Regions from separate parts of the Mus musculus genome. Here region 1 is linked to region 2. Evidence: chromatin contacts called from public HiChIP or PLAC-seq data. All regions are on one chromosome and are shown on one strand. The core of a region is the stretch at or near the end of the contact, and the rest is flanking DNA. Distances in the headings are between cores, read along the strand shown.

Region 1 (6,603 bases), core at 3,609-6,108, 1.6 Mb after region 2:
TTATTTAACTAATTAGCTCTTTAAAAGACTAGGAAATGTCTTAGTGAGCCTTATATCAAGCACAGCTGGAAATGTCAATACTTTGCTGATATCGTGTTAAATAAAATTTATTATGAATATCTCATCTGTTTCCTTTAGCTTTCTGTAAATGTAGCTATCGGATGTTCTAAGTGTCCCATGTGGCATCCATTGTATTCCAGTTGGAAAGCAGGAGCATGGAATGTCTCAGTGTCCTCAGAGAGGAGTCTTAATTTCTTGGTGTTGTTTAAAGGACCCTGCCTGCCTGCCTTCCTTGCTTTCCTCTTGTTCCATCCAGCTGCTGCTGCTCTTCTTCCACACTGACCCTTCCATTCCTCACTCACGAAGCCCATGACCACCCAGGGGCCTTTGCTCTTATAGCCCTAGGCTCCCAGAGTAGTCTCCCTTTGTCAATTCTACTCATATTTAACTTATTCCTGTTTCATGTCTCAGCCAGCATGCTGCCACCTGTCGGGCTTTCTTGCACCACCACAACACAGTGGAACAATATCTGGTAGATTTCTCCTCTGTTTATTTTCCCCTAGACACCCTGAGAAATCTGTAATTTTCTTAACTAAAATCCTCCACCCATTGGACAGCAACCTGTGTGGACAAACCCCCTCCCAGTAGGACTGTTTGCTGCTAAGACTTCACCTCAGTACTGTACCCACACTAGTGGCCAATCCAGTGTTTGCTTCTTTAGTTGATTCATTCATGAATGATAAAAGGAATGTGAGATTCATTCAAAAATCTCAGATAAGATAAGGAGAGGGATGTCGATGGTATCCACAGCATTATCTTGAACCAAGTATTTGCTCTTTCCCTGACAATGGCTCATGAGCCTGTGATAATGACCAGGGCCATGGGAAGACCACGTGGGACAGGAGACACCACAAGATCTCCAATTTAGAATTGGGAATTGAAATTTCACTGCTGGCAATTTCTAGTTTTGTTATCCCAGATTAAGAAAGTCCTTGAGAGCTGGAGAGATGGCTCAGTGGTTAAGAACACTGGCTGCCCTTCCAGAGGTCCTGAGTTCAATTCCTAGCAGCTAAGTGGTAGCTCACAACCATCTGTAATAGGATCTGATGCCTTCTTCTGGTATGTCTGAAACAGCGACAGTGTACTCAAATACACTAATGTGTGTGATTGTGTGGTGTGTATGAAGGTGTGTGTGTGTGTGTGTGTGTGTGTGTGAATGCCCTTGAATTTTTATTTTCTCTGAGTGGCCAAGATCTAGTAAGCTAAGAGCTTTCTCAGGTAAAGAACCCTGATGTTATTTATTGGAGCAACAATCTTCAAGGAGAAGGATTTGTCTCTAATGTATGGAGTATCTCCAGCACTTAGGCCAGGGCTTGGTTAAGGCAGGTGCCTGAGACTCTCTTACGAATGAATGGACATTTCCAGCCCCTCAAAGCAATGAACCTTGAGAAAATCAGACCTTGCTACTGTTCCAACCCCCCCCCAAAAAAATGTCCAGAATTCTATTTTCTTCCCTAAAGAAATAGAGAGCTCATCCATTCCATTAAGGCATAAACCCATAAAGCCACACAAGCAAAAGAACCAAAGTTCAATTCACTGTACCCATGTAAGAAGCCAGGCATGGTAGCACACGTGCTTATAATCCCAGCCCTAGGAAGATAAAGACAGAGGATCTCTGGAGCTCACAGTCACCAGCCTAGCCCAACTGACAAGATCCAGGTTCAGTGAAAGACTCTATCCCCTCCAAAATGAGGTATGACACACTAGTTTGACCACTGACCCCCACATGTATATCCATCTAAGTACCCACATACACCATACATAGAGGAGGAAGAAGAGGAGAGAGAGGAAGAGGAAAAGGGGGGAGGAGGAGAAAGAGGAGGAGAATGAGAACAAGAAGATCAAGAAGTGGTATAGTGTTGGTGTTGGTGATGGTAGTGGTGGTGGTAGTGGTGGGTATCTCAAAGCTCTAGTGAAGCTGAGATACAGTGGCCGCATTCCCTCCTCGTAACTGAACAGACACAAGCTTTAATTTGGCAGCCATAAAAGTCCATGGCTATGGGGCTTCCTTTACTGCATAGGTCTGCAGAAGGATTTAAAGGATAGGAATTGGAATCTGGAGCTGGGATGGGGACAGGTTCTACAGGACAGCAGGGATCTCTTGTCTGCCCATGGTAAGCAATTCTCTAGATATTAGAAGACAGAGCACCCAAGACAGTAGCTTAGTGCTCTGTCCTGAGAAGGTGTGGCATCTGCATCCTTAAATGTTCCTGGAGCCAGAGGTAAAGATAAGGAGAAGAGAAAGGCTGAAACTACACAGTGTGAGGTTAATGCAACTACCAGGATGTCCAGAACAATGCTTTCTCAAGACAAGGAAAATGAAAAGTGGCTGGGACAGGAGTGGCCAGTGACATCACTGGGAAGGTCTCTGCCCAGGCTGAAAGGGATAAAGCCTGCCTTTGTTACACCTCCTGGCTTCTGTTCTCATTGCTCTGAAACATGAAAGCTTCTGGCATGATGTCTCTCTTTAGCGCTGTTGTCCTGAGGATCTGCTACTGAGAGAGCTGCTCATGGGAACACTTCCATCCAGGGCCACACTTCTGCTGAAATGTTAGTGAAGTTCTAAGATTTCACACACAACCCACCTTGGAAGTTAGAACAAAATGGACGAAGTGTGCCTGTTCTGTTGGTCTCGCCTGTCCTGATTGGTGTTAATAAAAAGTCAGAATCCGCCGGGTGTGGTGGTGCACACCTTTAATCCCAGCAATCAGGAGGCAGAGGCAGGCGGATTTTTGAGTTTGAGGCCAGCCTGGTCTACAAAGTGAGTTCCAGGACAGCCAGGCCTATACAGAGGAACCCTGTCTCGAAAAACCAAAAAAAAAAAAAAAAAAAAAAAAAAAAAAAAAAGTCAGAATCCCAGTAAGGGAGATCACTTGGTAAAATGCTAACCTAGCAAACATGAAGACCTAGACTCAGTCCCCCAAACCTATGTAAACCAAACCTGGTGAGGCATGAGATTATGGCATGCTCATAATCCCAGCACTGGGGAGACAAAGACAGGTGGATCTCTTGGAGCTCACTAGCCAGCTAGCCTAATCTACCAGACAGGGTCCAGGTCAGTGAGAGACCTTATCAATGGTGGCTGGGACTTACGATGGCCAATGATGTCCTCTGGCCTCTTCATACACACACACACACACACACACACACACACACACTCAGAACTAGATCTCCAGGTCTTTATTCGTCCATCCATCCAACCATTCATCTATCCAACTAATGTGCTCTGAGCTTCCCTTATATGCTTGATGGTTGTAGTCAAAGGTACAAAAACAAAAGTCAAAGTTAGCCAAACTAATTGTAGCAGACACCTATGAGAAAGAAATATAGGAAGGTCACCAATGGAAAACCTTCTCCAGGAGTCTGGAAAGGGAATCATGGTTTGGGGCAGAAGGGACTGGCGATGATTTGCGACTCCGGAAGAGCACGACAGGTTAAATACTCAGCAATAGGAAGTCTCTGATTAGAAGACTGAAGGATATACTTTAAGATCTATATTGGATCTCCTGCAGGCAATCTTTCACTTTCACCCACTGGAATCCCAGTTTCTGGCAGGAGATTTTGCCCATGTGGGTTGTAGAAAGGCCTCCTCACCTCATGACAGGTGAAGCAGGATTGTTCTGGATAAAAAGGTACCTGTTCTGTATTCTCTTGTGGCAGGGGAGTCGAAGTCGGGAAAGCAGTCTCCGAGAGCAACGTGAGCTCCGGAGCAAACAGCCTGGCCAACTTACAGAAACCATTGTTAGATGTTTCATGGATACTTCATTCCAAGGGTGAGAAACAGATAGATTTTGCTCATCCAGACTTGCAAGACTTAATTACTAATTTTCACAGTCTATCCTTTACAGTCTCGTGCTCCAACCCCTGGGGCCAGTTCCGATCTCACCGTTTTAGACTAAACAAGTCCTATCGAAGAGCACACCTTTGATCACCTGACTATCTCTCCTCGTTTTCTCAGTTGGAACCATAAAAATAATTTTGAAGCTATAATATGGGAACGGCTCCCTGGGTATGGATATTTGCTGCTGCCAAGCCTGATGACCAGAGTTTGATGCTGGGAGCCCACTTGGTGGAAGGAGAGAATTGATGTCCACAAGTTATTCTCTGACCTCCACACACATGCACTCTCTCTCTCTCTCTCTCTCTCTCTCTCTCTCTCTCTCTCTCTCACACACACACACACACACACACACACAGAGAGAGAGAGAGAGAGAGAGAGAGAGAGAGAGAGAAAGAATATTGTTTTCTTCCTCTGAGAAGTTTAAAAGTTATTTTTAAAAAAGATATTTTAAATTTTTAAAAAAATTTTTGTGGCTATTGTTTTTAACAAATGATAATGTACTAGAGTCTTTTCTCTCTGGTTACTAGAGACCTTAGCCAGGTTAGGGTCAGTTGAGGCTTCTGGAGACCACCTGCCCCCGCGCACCCCCCTGGGACAAGGGGGAAGAGGTGGGCAGAGAGCACTGCTCAGCATTTATTTTTGGACCCAGCTCTCTAAAAATACCTTGGCTCTCCTATTTGCTCTCTCTTTTGACCTGAATGGATCTGCCTGGGTCTCCTCTGCCCCTCCCTCTGCTCCTTGCCCTTTAAAGGAGAAGGGCGTGGGGAGGGATTCCTGCCGCCTAGGGGACAGCTGTGAGCCCGAGGTGGCAGGGCAGCCGGCTAAGCTGACGTCAGGGTAGAGTTTAGCCAAGTTCTCAGCCTCCCTGCAGAGGCCACCCTAAGGGAGGGATGCAGCTTTTTGCTCTGATTGGCTGGCCTGGAGTGGGTGTCCACGCGCATTGGCTGGTCACTTTTTAGAGGGAGTCCCGCTCTCCAATTAAAGCGGGCAGCGGCGCGGCTCTGAGCACAGAGCCGCCGGCTGCACACAGGCAAAGGAACCTGAACTTGGCCATTCAGCAGCGCTGTCCAGGCTGCGCGCTCCCTCTGGCCCCTGCCTGAGAAGCCAGGTGCTGTTTCTGCACCGCCAGGATGGCAAAAGTGGCTAAGGACCTCAACCCTGGAGTGCAAAAGGTGAGCGAGACCCCTCTGTATTCCTGTATCCTTCAGATCCCACTGCTCTCAGACGCACTGAGTACCTAGGGACACTTTAATGGTTGCATCAAATCCACAGAAAGCACAGAAAACAGAATAGGTGACAATACTTATTTGAGGTGACAGGTTGACCCCTCTCCAAATTGCCCTTAAAGCCATTGTTAAGAAAGTATTTGCACTGTGCCGTAGTTCTTTATTGATGCTGATTAAAGGTGAACTAAAGTTAAAATTTAGAGGGAGGGAATAGACGCTTATTTGTGGTCATGGGAAACGTCTTGGCTTTCCCTTGCCTGTACCCTCCAACCCCCTGATGTGCCTTTAGTGAAGGTTGGGGGACTGTGATGCAGCCCCTCCCCCTTCGCTAGCCTCCCAGAGTTGTGTGGTTTCCCCAGCACACAGAATAGTTTCTTTTGGTGCAGTTGGCAATAGCAGCCATTCTAGCTCAGGGGAACTAATTTCTGTCCCCAGAGTCTGCACGTTTCCCTTTCAAGAAGGGCTGGCCCAGAGCCCAGAAGGTCACGGGTAAATTGCTGCAGGCGGGGCCAGCAGCTGTGCCTACAGCTCTAAACTGGCTGCCTGCTTACCTGAGGTACACTGAAAGCAGAAGACTGGGCTATGAGAAGACGTAGGGGACAGGAAAGCAGCAATGGCTTCCCAGATGGGGAAATAAGAGGCATGGGTGAAAGAGAGGTGGCTTGCAGGGGACAGAGATGTTCAAACCCTGGCCCTTGGTCTGGCACATTTTAGCTGTACAACAGCGATAAACTCAAATCCTTAGCCGCTCTTTCCCTATCTAGAATGTAAGGAGGAGAGACAGCCAGTACTTTTAACAGCAATCTTGATAATGTAGGCTAACATGCCCAAGCAGTAATTATTAAGCTATTCTCTCAGAGTATTCAATCTTGCAGGGCAAAGTTCTCCTTTGCTGACATTTGGTGGGAGGTAGAAAAGCAAAGGAGAGAAAAAGAGACCGTAGAGCTCAGGGAGAATGGAGGTGGGAGAGGGGAAGCCCCAGACCTCCTGCCCTCCCACTCCTGAGCCTAGTGATTCCTTCTGCACATGGCATCCAATCAGACTTAGTCTGGGCATCTCCCTGATGCATTCACCAGACTATTTGCAGAATCAAGTGTCATCTCTCATCCAGAATTCACAGAGCACTGAGACCTGAGTGTGGGGGATACCTGCTAGTCTCTAATTATATATGGACTTCACTTTTCCTGCTCTCTTTCCCCATGTGTTTGAGGTCAATGATTTGCAAGTGTGTTGCTATAAGCCGGTTGACATCCTAGAATGTGAGATGAAGTCTATAAAGATCCCTCCCCTTCATCAAGAGCCCAGGCCACACTTAGAGAAAGCTTTGCTTTTATTGTCCCTTGCATAGGAGGGTGTGATTCTCTGGATTAGAGATGGAACATGTTCCTCTTCATGTCACCGTCTGTTGCCAACTTCCTTGGCTTGCGAAGGTTTTATTTTCCATTTAGATCCAATTACAGGCTTAGAGAAAGAATG
Region 2 (6,373 bases), core at 1,141-3,640:
TAGGGGATGGGGGGAGTTCTGAAGTAATTTATTGAGATGACTTTCTATTTGTCCCCCACTCTATGTGTTTTTCTAGACTATGCATTCCCCTATCTCTGTGTCTCTTTCTTTTACTCCTTCCTTTCTCCCATCAGTATCATCTCTGACCCTATCCACTCTATCATACCCCTCTCCATCCCTGTCTTCATTGCTCTCTACCTCAGTTTGGGATTCAAACACAGAGCACATCCTCAATGTACAGACTGGCTGCACACTGCAGGAGCCACCATGATATGTAATTATGCTGGGTGTACATTGCTGTAGTAGGTATCAAGACAGTGGGTGACTGATATGCATAATGTATATAATTTGCATGTGAATCACAGTACAGTTTCATTGAAGATGACAGTAAAATATCTTGTACTTGGAAAATCAGAAAAGCATGATAGTTTTCCAAAAGAGGGACAGGAAGGGGTTAAGCAGAGGGCCTATTTTTTTCCCCCAACTTTACAGAGATGTGACCAGGTGCAGTGATAGCCCCACCTCCAGCTCCAGTCTCTGGCCTCTGTTTTGGCTTCTCCACCAAAGGCAAAGATGAGTTCTTCAGACTCTGGTTGACCTTTATTCTCTCTTTTGACCATGGCACTATGGCTAGAATGATCACATGAACTAATAAGCCACACCTACATTATAGGAAGAGGGCTCCGTTCTCAAACCATAAGCATTGAAATAGCGAGGAACATGTCCCAAATGAAAGTGATGGACTATTCATATGTGGAAGAAGAACAGATGCCCAGCAGAAGCACCTGGCCTAACACATAAAGTCCACAGTGCCAGTTAAGGTTGGCGATGGGTTCTGAAGATTTTTTGTCCTGGTTCCCTATGCATAAAGCAACAGAGAATATTGGCCTAAAAAGAACGCTGTAGCCAAAGGGACATGGCCTATTTTAACAAAGGATTTTAGTTAAAAGACAACTTGGAGGACATCCAACTCAATCTCATCACTTTCCAGATGGGGAAACTAAAATTCAGGCAGAGGCACTGAAATACCAAGGACACACAGGTAGTTGGTGGTAGAGGCAATATAACAGAACTATATATTATATCTAACAATAGATTCTTCATCAACACCAGAAAGCATATTCTTGTTTGTGGCTTTCTCTCCATCACCCTCAAATCTGTACAATATAGCTTTTACACACTACAGCAGAAAACATTACCAAGAGTTGAGTTAAGGTCCCAGAGAAATGTTAAATTTCCCTGTAAGAGAGCTAAGGACACTTGTTGCATGAATGGGCTAGTTTCAGGAGGGGTACTTTCCCTTCTACAGTGAAACTTGCCTGAGCATTCTTTGCTTTGTTCCCCAAATCCCATGGCAGCAAATGAAAACAAACAAGCAAACAATAACAACAACAAAACCACAAAAACCTACTATCTGCATCTTTAAAGAGACTTCTCCAGCTCCTTTTACTTCCTTTTACCTTCCCCCACTTTACCTGCTGTTTCTTAACTGTAAAGAAAAACTGTCACCAGCCCAGGAGTATCTTGGAAAATAGGTAGAAGGGAGCAGTGCACCTATCAACACTACAGAGGAAAGTGCTGGAGTTCTTAGTGTCTCCTCTTGCAGCAAAGGCAAGGAAAAGCACTGACTGAATCAGTGGTTAATTTCCCCACTGACCTGCTGAAGAATGTGGTTAGTTTGACCAGCCTTGGCCCTTAGGAAGATCGAGGGTGGAGTACCACTTTAGATTTCTTCTTGGCTTCAGCTTCCCTCCAGGATAGAGGGTACCTACTATAGGAGAAGCCTCTGGTTAAGGACTTTAGTCAAGAATCCGGTTCCAGAATGTCCAGTATTTTTCTGAGCTAGCTTTAGAGACTGGAATCTCCTCTCCTCCCGCCCCCTTTCACTGGCTGCTCCACTTCTGTACTCCCTAGCTTTCTGCCAGAGCTGACAGTCAAAGATCAGACTCAGGGGCTCCCCATAAGTCAGCACCAATATCGCGACTCATCCCAAGTGGATGTCTGCAGTTCCTAGAACATGGGCGTGGGTATTGGTGAACCTGAGGTTTCCATCACAGAGTTGGGGACAAGAGCTTACTTAGCCCTTACTAGTATCCAGAAATCCACAGATTCCCTGGGGACCACGAAACTCCCCTGAACAGGCAACCTCTCGGCTCCCGGGCCACCCACCCATTCCTCCACCCCCCCCCCCTTACCTCAGCACGCAGCCCCTCCCTGCGTGATGATGCAAACCGGTGGGGAGGGCGGGCGCTGGGAAGGGTGGGGAGAGATGGATAGCAAGCAAGGGAGGGAGAGAGGGAGTGGGAGGAGGAGGAGGAGGAGGAGAGGGAGCCCAACGACCATTTAAAGCGATAGCAATCCCTGCCCTCTCCCCAGTGCTTGGCTGTTGGAGAGCGCGAGCGGCAAGCCAGGGAGCGGGGAGCGCAAGCTGGTGCACGGGCCAGCGGAGCTACAGTGCCAGGTGCCAAAGACTGGCTGACGCCCTGGGACCCCCCACCCCTCTCCTGCTGCACCTCCTCTGTCTCCTCCACCCTCTGTGCCTACAGAAGTCCCCGGGGCTTCCCCCGAAAGGAGCTCACCTCGAGAAGCCGGGACCTGGGAGAGCCCACCAGCATCCCCTCCAGCGCCGCCGCCGCTACCGCAGCAGCATCCGGAGCGGCATGGTCCAGCTGGGGAAGCTGCTCCGCGTCCTGACTTTGATGAAGTTCCCCTGCTGCGTGCTGGAGGTGCTCCTGTGCGTGCTGGCGGCGGCGGCGCGCGGCCAGGAGATGTACGCCCCGCACTCGATCCGGATCGAGGGGGACGTCACCCTTGGGGGGCTGTTCCCAGTGCACGCCAAGGGTCCCAGCGGAGTGCCCTGCGGCGACATCAAGAGGGAGAATGGGATCCACAGGCTGGAAGCTATGCTTTATGCTCTCGACCAGATCAACAGCGATCCCAACCTGCTGCCCAACGTAACGTTAGGCGCGCGGATCCTGGACACTTGTTCCAGGGACACTTATGCGCTCGAACAGTCGCTCACTTTCGTCCAGGCGCTTATCCAGAAGGACACCTCCGACGTGCGTTGCACCAACGGAGAGCCCCCGGTTTTCGTCAAGCCAGAGAAAGTAGTTGGAGTGATTGGGGCTTCGGGGAGCTCCGTCTCCATCATGGTAGCCAACATCTTGAGGCTTTTCCAGGTAGGGGGGCGCTCCCTTTGGGGAGGAGCATTCTGTGGCTCCCTGCGCTCTAACCTTAAAAGCTGGTTTGGACTTCATGGGTTGCAGGGGTCAGGCCAGCACTCCAACATTTCTACCCTGGAGATCCTGTCGAATCCCTCCCACCCCACCCAAGGAGGTATCTTCCTTGCTTAGTTTACTCCTCTTTTATGTCTTTCCCTGTCCACGCTCCACTCCATACGGCATGACTCCCCGGATTTATGGTCCCATTTACAAGAAGCAATCTTCGGAAAAAACAAGGCGATGATTTAAATGGTTTGCATTAGAGTGAAATATGGTTCGGAAACAGGCTTGTAAAAGTGTCTGGGCTCCTAGGGGAGCAGGTTAGACACAAGGAATATGAAAAATTAGAAGATGCTTTGAAAATGGCATTTCTCAACTCCCCAGCTTCCCATGCCCAAGCCACTTAGGAAACCTCGACTCCATGGAAATATTCTCGAAGACCTCAAGAAACCCCTTCTTCAAAAGAGGGTTGGGGTTTACCCGCATGTGGATGATAATTGCCCGTCTCTTTGGGGTTGAATTTACGACCTGTAGCCCATCTGCATCAGAGGCATGGGGGTATCCGCCCCACTGGGGAGACCCCGCCTGCTGACGTGATCCCCCTGAGTTGGTTTCCTCCTGGCAATTTTGTGCACCGCCTAAATTGCATTTGCAGTCCGGCCGGTGGCAGGAGCTGGGCGATCAGCTAGCTTTCTGCTGCCACTTCAGACCTCAGCTGGGGATGAGCTCATGCTAACTGCGAAATAAAATCCCTTTCACTGACTGCTCCCTGCGCTCCTTGTCCCCCTCCCTCACTAGTGCAGCCCCACACCCAGAATTCCAGGCTCTAAGCTGGGAAACTCAGTCTGCTCTGCCCAAGAACAGTGGATGTGCTAAAGCGGGTTATGCAGGTCTTATGCCCTGGGTTCAAAAAGGCAGATCTAGGGCTCCAACCGCAGTGCTCTGCCTTTGGTCCCTGCAGCCTCTGTCTCCTAGACTGCACTGCACTGGGTAGAAATGGATAGCTTTGAGGGTTAGAAATTGAGTTCAGGGAACTCTGACAAGGTGTCCTTATGCTTCTCTGTTTCCTTGTTTGGTTTCCCTTCCTCATAGGCATTTCTCAACCCCTGTTTCCTTTTCTCACACTCATGTTCTTGCCTCAAGTCAGTTTGAGTATGACTTTCTTATTAACCCAGGGCTTGCTCACTCCTTTGGTGGTAGCCAGATCCAGCCAACCCTTTCTCTTAGCTGTGCAAGTTGGTGCCTGCAGGATTGTGCTGCCCAAGTCTAAGAAGTGACTCTTGCTCACATGCTTTCCCGGAGGGTAGGAGTTTTATGAGGGACCTGCTGGTGGGTGATGTCCAGGCCAGCAAAGGACCTGCATCATCTCCAGGAGAACTTTGTGCTCAAGCAGCAGGAGTGCTCCCCTGAAGCTAGTGGGTCCCTTCTAATCAACAGAGCACACCAATGGCTCCTGAATGTGCCTGCCCGGAGACTTCTTGCTGCTTGCACTCTCCTAAAGTGATTTGAGGGCAGACTTCACTCTAGGTTGCTTGAATTCTCGAACAGCCTGGGCTATTGCCATCACATTTAAAAGGAATTTTGTTCACCTCCAAGCTTGAAGTTTGGGAGCTTGGGGTGGAGGAGCTGAGCTGTAGCTGCAGAAAGAATGAAGAGATGAAGATTGGGACAATACCTGAGGTGTGTGTGTGTGTGTGTGTGTGTGTGTGTGTGTGTGTTGGCAGTCTTCTCCCAAGCCTTGAGAGGTGGAATGCTCATTCTGCATTGAACATTTGAATATTATTTCTCTGCCTGGGTTTCTCCTGAATGGGAGCATAGACATTACCCCAGATGGACCGATGTCTGTGAAGAAGAGTGAAATATCCAAGAGAGTCATTGCAAATGAAGCTAGGGACAGTGTTCAAAGGACTCCAGGGGAGCTGATTTCTCACCCAGTAGCATTTAAAAACCGAGGCAACTTCCAAAGAAACAAATGTCTGGTCTTCTACTTCCTTGCCCTCTTTCCTTGAGCTGGGGAGGGATGGAAACTAACGCCAGCCTGAGCAGTGTGGGTTGGAACCCAAACCATTCAGAGGAAACACTGTCATTTTCCTCTAATTTGCAAATTGCAGCTATTCAAGTTGGATTGTACAGCTGAGGCAAAAGAGGCCCTGCTTCTCACCTGCGGTTACTGAGAAGAGGCTGGGAGTGGGAGAGATGCTCCAACTTGTGGCTTGTGCTGCACCCTGGGCATAACAGTGTGCACCCTAGTTTAGCCATTACCCACATTGAAGTGTGTGTGTGTGCATAGATATGAACATATATCTCAATATATACTTCTCTTTCTCTGTAGATATCACTTGGTAGCTTTTTTTTTTTTTTTTTTTTTCCTGCATGTGATTTTAGAGGCCCTTAGCCTCCAAAGTTCCAGGAGTTTTCCAGGTTCTGTTATCCTGCAAAACAATTAAAGTGAATTAAGGTAGAATAATGATAGGCACCTTCAAACAGAGGAAGAGGCAAGGGAGAGTAGGTGAAGCTCCTCTGGAACCCCAGGCTTCTGTTCAATTAACATTGCTCTATATAAAATAAACTCCTCCAAATGACTGAATTCTCAGCTCTGCAGTGATTTGGTTTTTTTTTTTTTTTTTTTTTTTTTTTTTTTTTTTTTTTTTTTTTTTTTTTTTTTTTTTTCTTCTTCTTCTTTGCTTCAGTTCTCGTGGGTGGCTGTGCGGACCATGCCAAACTGATAAGTTGAGATATACATTTATAGTGAGATGAGCCTGTAGCCTGAGAGAGGAGATACTTAGAGACTAAGTGTAGGGGATGCGGAGCACTGGGGGCCAGGAGGAGGTAATGAGATAGTCAGAGGTACAACAAATGCTGCTTCTGCCAGAGCCAGGGTGGGAAACACTGTAAAATAAGGAGCTGGACATGGATGGCTACTCAGAGGTAATGCTGCATGTCACTTGGAATTCTCTGCCCACTGGTGTGCAAGGGTGCAAGGCAAGAGATAGGATGGAAAAGTCAGGTCAGACTCCTCCTCTCTCTCTCCCTGTCTCTCTGTCTGCCTCCTGCCCTCCTTACCTTCCTCCCTCCCCACTTCCCCCTCCTTTTTTTTCTCTTCAGTATCTTCCCTGAATATGTTAGCAAATGACATGTCTGAGAACAAGAAT

What was found. HiChIP or PLAC-seq counts read pairs in DNA pulled down with a chosen protein or histone mark.
Region 1: a contact with region 2 is called in an H3K4me3 HiChIP or PLAC-seq map of stem cell-derived neural progenitor cells, with 8 times the contacts expected there. The contact joins the promoter of Lmcd1 here to the promoter of Grm7 in region 2. A contact is called at or near these places in 2 of 39 promoter capture datasets (cranial neural crest and hippocampal neurons) and 1 of 115 datasets of contacts at active chromatin or transcription factors (stem cell-derived neural progenitor cells).

What each region holds. Positions count from the first base shown.
Region 1 is chr6:112,268,900-112,275,502 of GRCm38.p6, forward strand. Lmcd1 (LIM and cysteine-rich domains 1) reads left to right here and starts at 4,859. Exons shown (of 6, transcript NM_144799.2): 1 at 4,859-5,073. The coding sequence starts at 5,032.
Region 2 is chr6:110,643,208-110,649,580 of GRCm38.p6, forward strand. Grm7 (glutamate receptor, metabotropic 7) reads left to right here and starts at 2,391. Exons shown (of 10, transcript NM_177328.3): 1 at 2,391-3,179. The coding sequence starts at 2,661. Gm20387 (a long non-coding RNA gene) reads right to left here and starts at 2,188. Exons shown (of 4, transcript XR_001785349.2): 1 at 1,658-2,188.